Linked DNA regions of Anas platyrhynchos: region 2 is linked to region 1. A link is a contact called in public Hi-C data. All regions are on one chromosome and are shown on one strand. The core of a region is the stretch at or near the end of the contact, and the rest is flanking DNA. Distances in the headings are between cores, read along the strand shown.

Evidence for each region. A called contact is a pair of places that touch in the nucleus more often than the background predicts.
Region 2: a contact with region 1 is called in a Hi-C map of skeletal muscle, with 1.9 times the contacts expected there. The contact joins the enhancer-like site here to the promoter of ZNF703 in region 1. A contact is called at or near these places in 2 of 8 Hi-C or Micro-C datasets (skeletal muscle and subcutaneous adipose tissue).

What each region holds. Positions count from the first base shown.
Region 1 is chr23:869,413-873,372 of IASCAAS_PekinDuck_T2T, forward strand. It overlaps ZNF703 (zinc finger protein 703), which reads right to left and starts at 2,329. Exons shown (of 3, transcript XM_038166997.2): 1 at 1,957-2,329; 2 at 1-1,614. The coding sequence starts at 2,169. The coding sequence ends at 229.
Region 2 is chr23:955,575-959,178 of IASCAAS_PekinDuck_T2T, forward strand. The region is part of intron 30 of KCNU1 (potassium calcium-activated channel subfamily U member 1); the gene reads right to left. Among named protein-coding and RNA genes, the nearest start is that of ZNF703, 86 kb to the left of the region's middle. Within about 2 kb of position 1,732, at least 1 of the 8 cell types and tissues checked has an H3K27ac peak or open chromatin away from gene starts, as enhancers often do. A contact at or near this core is called in subcutaneous adipose tissue, where this site is marked.

The sequences.
Region 1 (3,960 bases), core at 1,079-3,578:
GGAAAAATAAAAGCCCCACACCTGCAAAGTAAAGAATTTTTTTTTTCTTTTTTTTTCTTTTTTTTTTTTTTGGACACAGACTTTTTGCATACCATTGATTCATTGGTGGATTAATGCACTTATATTCCCAGCTTTAAGCTAACATACAGTAAATAAATACACAGTCCAAGGAGGGAGCGGGGAGCTCGGGCAAGGAGGAGACCGGAGGAGGGGAAGGGGCTGCTGTAGTTACTGGTATCCGAGTGCAGAAGCTGAAGTTAGTCTTTGGCCGTAGAGCGCGTACGGGGAGTAGTAAGGTCCGGCGGCCGGCAAGGACGGCACCGGCAGGGCGCCGGCTGTGGGCAAATGGCTCTTGCCGTAGGGGTGGTACCTGTTTAGTCCCAAAGTGTGTGGGCTCCTCAAGGACAGGGAGGCCGGTAACGTGTTGGGGCTCCCGGGGGCGGCGGGCGGGAGGTGGAGGTGGCAGGAGGCCGCGGAGCCCAGCCCGGAGGTAGGGTAACCCGCCAAGAGTTTCTCCGCCCCCGGCAGGGCCGTGTGGGTCCGTAGGTGGGTGAGCAGCTCCTCCGAGGTGGCAAACCTCTTGTCGCAGGGTCCGCTGGCAGACACCCAGTTGCATATGTGGGGCAGGGGGTCGTTCTGCAGCATGAAGCCGTAGGTGTAGAGGGGGTGGCCGGGCAGGCTGGGGGTGCCGCTGGAGGAGAGCGTGGTGTGCACCGAGTGCAGGGGGTGCGTGGGGTACACCAAGGGGTATCCGCTCTTCAGGCTGCCGGGGTCGTGCACGCAGCTGGAGCAGTTGCTGGAGCCCAGGTGCGAGGCGCTGTGGTAGCTCAGGCAGTACGGGTCCCGGCATAATCCCTGCATGAAGGAGGGCGGCGAGGCCCCGGTGAGCGGGCTGGAGCTGGGCGGCTTCCCCGGCAGCCCCAGGGCGCCCGGCAGCTGGCCGCCCACCAGCCCCGGCTTGGTGGGGTCCAGCCCGGGCACGAACTGGGAGGGGTAACCGGCGTAGGCGCCCACGATGGAGCCGTGGTAGCCGATGCTGGAGGGCGGCAGGGGGAAGACGGAGTGGCCGGGCTTGTAGGGGGACACGGGGGCCACATGGCCGGCGGGCGGCAGGGCGGGCGGCTCCGACTTGCGGCCCGAGGGGGGCTCCCCGTGCGCCCCGGGCTCGGCCGCTCCGCGCCCCAGCGCGCCGCCCGCCCCGTCGGGGCTGGGTTTGGCCGCCTCGGGCTCCTTCTTCTCCTCGGCGCCCTTGGGCTCGGCGTGCTGCGGGGAGGCGCCGCGGGAGCCCCCGGGCGAGGCGGCGGCGGCGGCGGCGTGCGGGGGGAACGGCGGGCAGGCGGCGCTGGGCACCCGAAAGCCGGCCTTGTCCGCGCCGCCCTCCTTGCGCGGCTCCGCGCCGCCCTTGGAGTAGGGCTTGAAGCTGGATTTGTCCTCGGGGGGCGCGTCCCCCCCCGGCGGCTTGAGGGCGGCGGGGCGGGCGGAGGGCTCCTTGTCGGCGGCGGGCAGCCCGGCGGCGGCCACGGCGTTGAGCTTGGAGGAGGGCGGCGGGTCGGGTTTGCCGATCTGCGAGCAGGTCTGGGCCAGCAGCGCCAGCGGGCTCTTCTTGGCGTCCAGCTGCGGGCGGAGCGGAGCGCGGCGCCGGTCAGGGGGGGCCCCCGACGGCGCCCCCCGGCCGGCCCCCCCCCCTCACCATCGCTGCACCCCCCCCTCCCCTTCCCTCCCTCACCGCGGGGCCGGCGGGCGCCGAGCCAGGGCGCGGGGAAGGGAAGGGAGAGGAGGGGAAGGGAAGGAGAGGGAGGGAAGAGAAGGGCAGGGAGGGAAGGGGGGCACGGGGCGGGGGGCCGCGGCCGGCCGGGAGGGAGGGAGCCGGGCACGGGCGGCACCGGGGGGTCCGGGGGCCGTCCGGGGTGAGCGGGCAGGGGGGGAGCCGGGGCCGCGGGGGCGTTGGGCACTGACCTCGATGGGGCTGACGGGCGTGGAGGAGAGCGGCTGGAGGTACTCGGGGTGCAGGAGGTGGCCGCTGTGGGCGCTGAGCATCTTCAGGACGCGGATGGGCAGCCGGCTGGCCTGGCGCAGCGGGTCGGCGGGGGGCGGCCGGGGCGACGGGGCGCCCGCGGCTCCGCGGCTCGGCGGGGTCCTCGGCCGGGGCCCGCCGGGGGCTCCGCTCATTTGGGGCGGGCGGCGGCGGCGGGCGCGCCGGGCTCCGCGGGGCCGGGCCGGGCCGGGCGGGCGGCGGAGCGGCGGCGGCGGCGGCCCCGGCGAGACAAAAAACCCTTCCCCTTCCCCACCGACACGTCAAATAGCCCCGATGGCGGCCGCGCTCCGAGGGGGCCGGCGCCGCGCACCAATCCGAGCCCGGCCGGGCCCCCGGGGCGGGGAGAGCCGCCGGTGGGGGGGGCGAGCCGCCGTGCTGCCGCCGCGCCGCCGCGTGGGGGAGAGCCGCCCGGCTCGGCTCGGCATCGCCCGGCTCGCCAAAGCTCGGCATTGCTCAGCTCGGCATCGCCCGGCTCGGTTCAGCATCGCCCGGCATCCTCCGGCATCCCCCCGGTCCGGCACGGCTCAGCTGGGCATGGCTCAGCTGGGCATGGCACGGCTCAGCACGGCTCAGCATCGCATGGCTTGGCATAGCCTGGCACAGCTCGGCTGGCACGGCTTGGAATAGCACGGCACAGCCCTGCCGGCACGGCTCAGCTGTGATATCTTATCACGGCACGGCTCAGCTGGCACACGGTGTGGCATGGCTGGGCTGCTGCGATGTGGCTCGGCTGAGACCAGCCTGGCACAGTTTGGCACGGCACGGCTCAGCTCAGCACCCTGCAGCCACCCTGCAGCGCTGCCCGGTGTCCCCCTGATGGGGGGACCCCTCCAGGACGCAGCGCAGCCCCTGTGGGGTGGGTGGCAGGGCAGCGGTGTCGCCCAGACCCCAATTGTGCACGCACTGATTTTGCACCTGGTGCAATCACCGGAGTTTAAGTGATTTTTAAATGATCACAGTTTTGTGATTCTGTGATTATCACAGCATTGGCCATCGCACAGCGTTTGCCGGGGGCAGGGGGTCGCTGCTCTCACCCCATCAGCGTCCCGCAGCCATCAGGGTGTGCACCCCGTGCACCTGCAGCACCGTGAGCAGCTCAGAGCTGAGCCAGGCCCACAAAACGTGCGATTTCCTTGCGTTGTTACCAGGAATACTCATTTCTGCCAGTGGTTTTCCGCTCCCTTTGGTTCAGTCTTAAAAATTGCCCAGTGACAGCGCAGACTCCTGTATAACTAATTAAACTTCTCGACAATTATCTTCCGATTTCTAGTTACCTTTCCTGGATGGCTTTGCATTAAGTTCACACACCCGGGGGGCTCCATGGTCGGGGCCTGGAAGCCTTCATCCTGCCGGGCCCTGGCTCTTGTAGGCTTTGGCTGGGGGAATGGGGGCTTGGAGAGACCTGCAAGGGCTGGGGGGCACCATGGGGGTGTGCGAGGCTGGGTTGGGGCCAGGGCTGGCAAATTTGGCTGAAGGTCGCCAACGGGGCGCTGCGTGGCGGCGGCGTGCGCGTGGCCGGGGCACGGACCCACCTCTGCCATCGCCGGGCTTGGGTTTCGGGTCCCTGCCGCCTGCCCGGAGAGGGAGAGAGAGACAGGGACGTGTAATTAATCATATTAAACCCTGACAGATGCTTTATGTTACAACAATGTTGCTATTATTAAGTTCATACCGCCACCCCTTCCAGAGCCTGTGCACGCCCGGTTCTGGGAAAAAGCCTTGGCTGGATCTCCCCCAGCGCGCCGGCATCGCCGTGGCACAGCGCGGCGTCCAGCCCGCGTCTCCAACCGCTATCAATCACGCCGATTGTCGGACCTGTCAATTTTGCCTCTTTGTGAGGCTTTTCTCTCTTCCCCCCCCCTCCCCTCCACCAAAGCTGACCGCAAGATTGATTCAATCCGGACAGCGTGGATGTAAAAGGAGAG
Region 2 (3,604 bases), core at 482-2,981, 86 kb after region 1:
AATGCTCTCGTTCGTCCGGCTGCTGATCTTTTGGGCAATTATTTGGAAGTAATGAAAGTGAATGCATGACATTTAAAAAAAGAAACTCCGCTGTCAGCAGGAAAGCTGCCACATTCCTCCTGCACCTCGGAGAATACGCTTAGCTTGAAATAATGTTCATTTTAGCAGAGTTGTAAATTACAAGCGTGTTAGGGTCTTGTGGGATTTATTACCATTTGGAAGGAGGTTATAGGCCTTGCGCTGTTGCTGCTGCATCTGGTGCATGCTACAGAGCAACCACAGAGCAAAATTTGGAGGCAAAAGAAAGCACCTTTTATAGCTCATCTCTGGTGGCTTGTATTGCTAGCATTACACATGCACACACACACCAACTTCAGCAGTAAAGAGGAAGGATTTCGAAATCCGTTTCCCCAGTTGCTCGCTGTAATTGATCCGCCGTTATTAATACCGATGACAAAACCTCACCGGGCGCCGCTGCAGGGAGCGCGGCCGGCGGCCCCTGACCCACGGGCTGCTGGCCGTGGGGAGCGGGGCTGCAGCCCTCCTCTGGGACGGCTGTTTAATTTTCTCAGGTTTATGTTCTTTTTTTCATCGCAGGTGTTTCATAAAAATGCAGCCGTGGACCTGGCAGGAAGCAATAAGCTCGAGCTTCCTCTGCATGAACCGAAGGGATTTCTTCCTCCCTTCTGGCAAGGCTGGGGTTCTGCTAATGTAAGATGAATGCTCTTCAATCCTGACCCCGTAGTCTTCAGTCTGTAAATGCCGAAGGGTCACCTTTTGTCCATGCCATTAGTGATTAATTAATCTCGGTGTTTATTTGATCCATCCCTCTGCGAGAATTTCTGCACCAAGGTGTTTTGATTCCCGTCTCTCCCTCCCTCTCAGGCACTGTGCCCCACCAGAGCCCAGCGATTCCCCTTGGTGCCCGGGAGGAACCAGGACTCACTGCCCCAAGTTGTTGCTACACAGCCTCCAAAATGTGCCAGGGACAGGCGTGTCCCAGGAACACAATGTGCCCATCCTAGGAGGGCAAACCACGGGGCTGGGGACCCGGCATGGCAGCTGGGAAGTGTCCGAGCACAGTGGCTCCAAAGAACCACGGAATTGTGTCGTGGTTTGGGTTGGAAGGGACCTTAAAGATCATCTAACTCCAGAATTTGCATCTAACTGCGCAATTTGGTGCAGGCATTGGTGGGCACTGTGGCCTCAAAGGGGGAGCCAGGGAGGGGGCTTGGCACCCCTGGGGTGCCAAATCTCCGGGAGAGCTTCAGCTCCTGGTCCCGTTCCAGCTCACCAATGGTTTCCCAGTCCAGGGAGGGGATTTTCTTAGATCGTGAGCTCTCCCCCCCGCATCTGTTTATCTCCGTGAATCCCATTAATCATGTTCTGTGCCTGGACAGCTTATAACACCACATCCATCCTCTAAGAGCTGTTATCGTACACCCCGAAGATCTGTCAGATAAATAGCCAGGTCAGCTGCAGCTGTTCCAATATCCTGAAGAAATCAGATTTATCATTTTAGATTAAAAAAAAAAAAAAAACCCACACAGGCACACGCACCAGAGCCCCCCCACCCCACCAGCAGGCTGGCTGGGAAGCTGTGTTTCTTGGCCCTGCGCGAGTCCTGCTGCTGCTGCCTTCCATCTGCAGCCCTGTGATAAATGGCTGCAGGGTGCCAGGTACAGTTCAATGTTGAAAAATCCCAATATGTGACTTAGGCATCTCATCGCAAGTCATTAATCTAAAGGGAGGCCGGTGCCAGGACAAGGCTCTCCCTCACTCCATCGTCAGCTGGACCTGCTCAGCGCAGCGGCTGCCAGAGGCAGGGAGGAGGGAGGGGAAGGCCCCTGCCATTTTCCACTCGCAGGAGGAGCGCTCCGCGGGCCGTTAACCCTCTCCGCAGCCCAGAACCGTGCCCTGAAGCCCCGGCCAGGCCGCACACAGAGAATTCAAGCCTCTCCATCTGACCCTGGGGTGGTGGCAGAGCTCCGTGCCCACCCGCTGCTTTCCAGGGAAGCGCTGCTCCTGCCTGCGCTCCCTCTCCGTGTGCCTGACATGGGGGAAAACTGGCATCGAGGGAGCATCCCGAGCCCACCTCCGGCAGCAGGGCTCTGCCTGCACCCTGCTTTCCAGGGACTCCCACCAGTCCTTTTTATCCGGGTGCCTGAAAACCTGCAGGAGCTCCAGCGAGTCACCCAGGGCCCCGCCAGGCGCAGGCGATGCTCTGGCTCTCCGGCAGCCCCCGTCCTTGCTCTCGCTGGGGAGCCCAGCATCCTGCCAAGGTGCCTCTCCTCCCCTCCGCACCAGTCACATCCCGAGCCGCGTGCCTGGTGCCAAATTGAGTTGTAGCCGTGAATTATTTAGAAGCATCAGTGGAATATTGTTGTATCAGTAACGCAGACTATCAGTTTGTGGCCTTGGGGCTGCCTCAGTTACACACTCCATCACTATTTTCTCTCATGAATAATGTAGGAGCGGAATTACTCTGCATGTAGAGAATTCATACCCTGAGAAAACAAGGTTGCTCCAAAATTAATTTTCCGTACTAAAAGAGCGACAGAAAATCAATTAATCGCATATTATTCTATACGGAGACAGAGTAAGGGAAACAGCGAAAATGGCTGTAGCTATACATCAGCAAATGCTGTATTGGCAGAGTGCTTTGCAGGGCTGTGAGTTACAGCCAGCTACAAAGAAGGTAAATATATTCCGCCCCAGAGAGCCCTCGAACATCAGACCGGAGCTCCGAGCAGAGCCAGCTGGGCGCCCCCGCTCCCCGCCGCATGCTCCCAGCGCCCGGCTCCTTCCTTGGTCCTGCCGCTAGCGGGCTCAGGATCCCACCGAGGGGGCTCCTCGACAGCCGAGGGCTTCCCACAGCAGCCCGGCCCTGGAGGAGGAGGCAGCCCGGAGGCCTCTCAGGTGCTCGCATCGGCGCTCGCCTCGCCTGGATGGCGGCAGGAGGTCGGAGATCTCAGCAGAATTAAGGCCCTGCTCCTGTGCATCGCGAGGGCTCGAGGTGGAGGAGCTAAGGCTGGCTCCGTTCCTGCCTCCAGCACCGACCCGCCACGCTGCTCTGGGAAACAGCTTCGCTTTTATCCGCTTCATACGAACTGTAACCGGCCATTTTAGGAGGGAGCTGAGAAACTTAATTAATATTTAAAATTGCTTTGAGTCTCGCAGCAAGGCATTGTACTCTCCGAAGATCTCAAAGTGCTTCTCGAGAGGAGCGAATGCTGTGGAGCCAGAGGCAAAGGCAGGGATGGGGGCAGGCAGCCAGGGGCAGCCCGGGAGCAGGGCAATTTTTACCCCTCCAGGCACAGCCCCTGCAGCACCCCGGGGACACGGAGCTTGCTCCCACCAGCTGCATGGAAGCTGCTCCGCCGAGTTGGGCTGATTTCTTCTCAACACCCACCAAAGATGGCCCAGAGGCCAGCTACAGAAACACCTAAGGACAGGCTGCAATGATACCCTGACCTGTGTCTGTTCCACTGCCTAGTCAGTTTTGATTAATAACATTCATCGGCTTAACAAATGGTATCGTAATTAAGGGATGAGAAATTACGAGGCTGACCTCAAAGGAGCTCAAAATATCAACAGCTTCTTC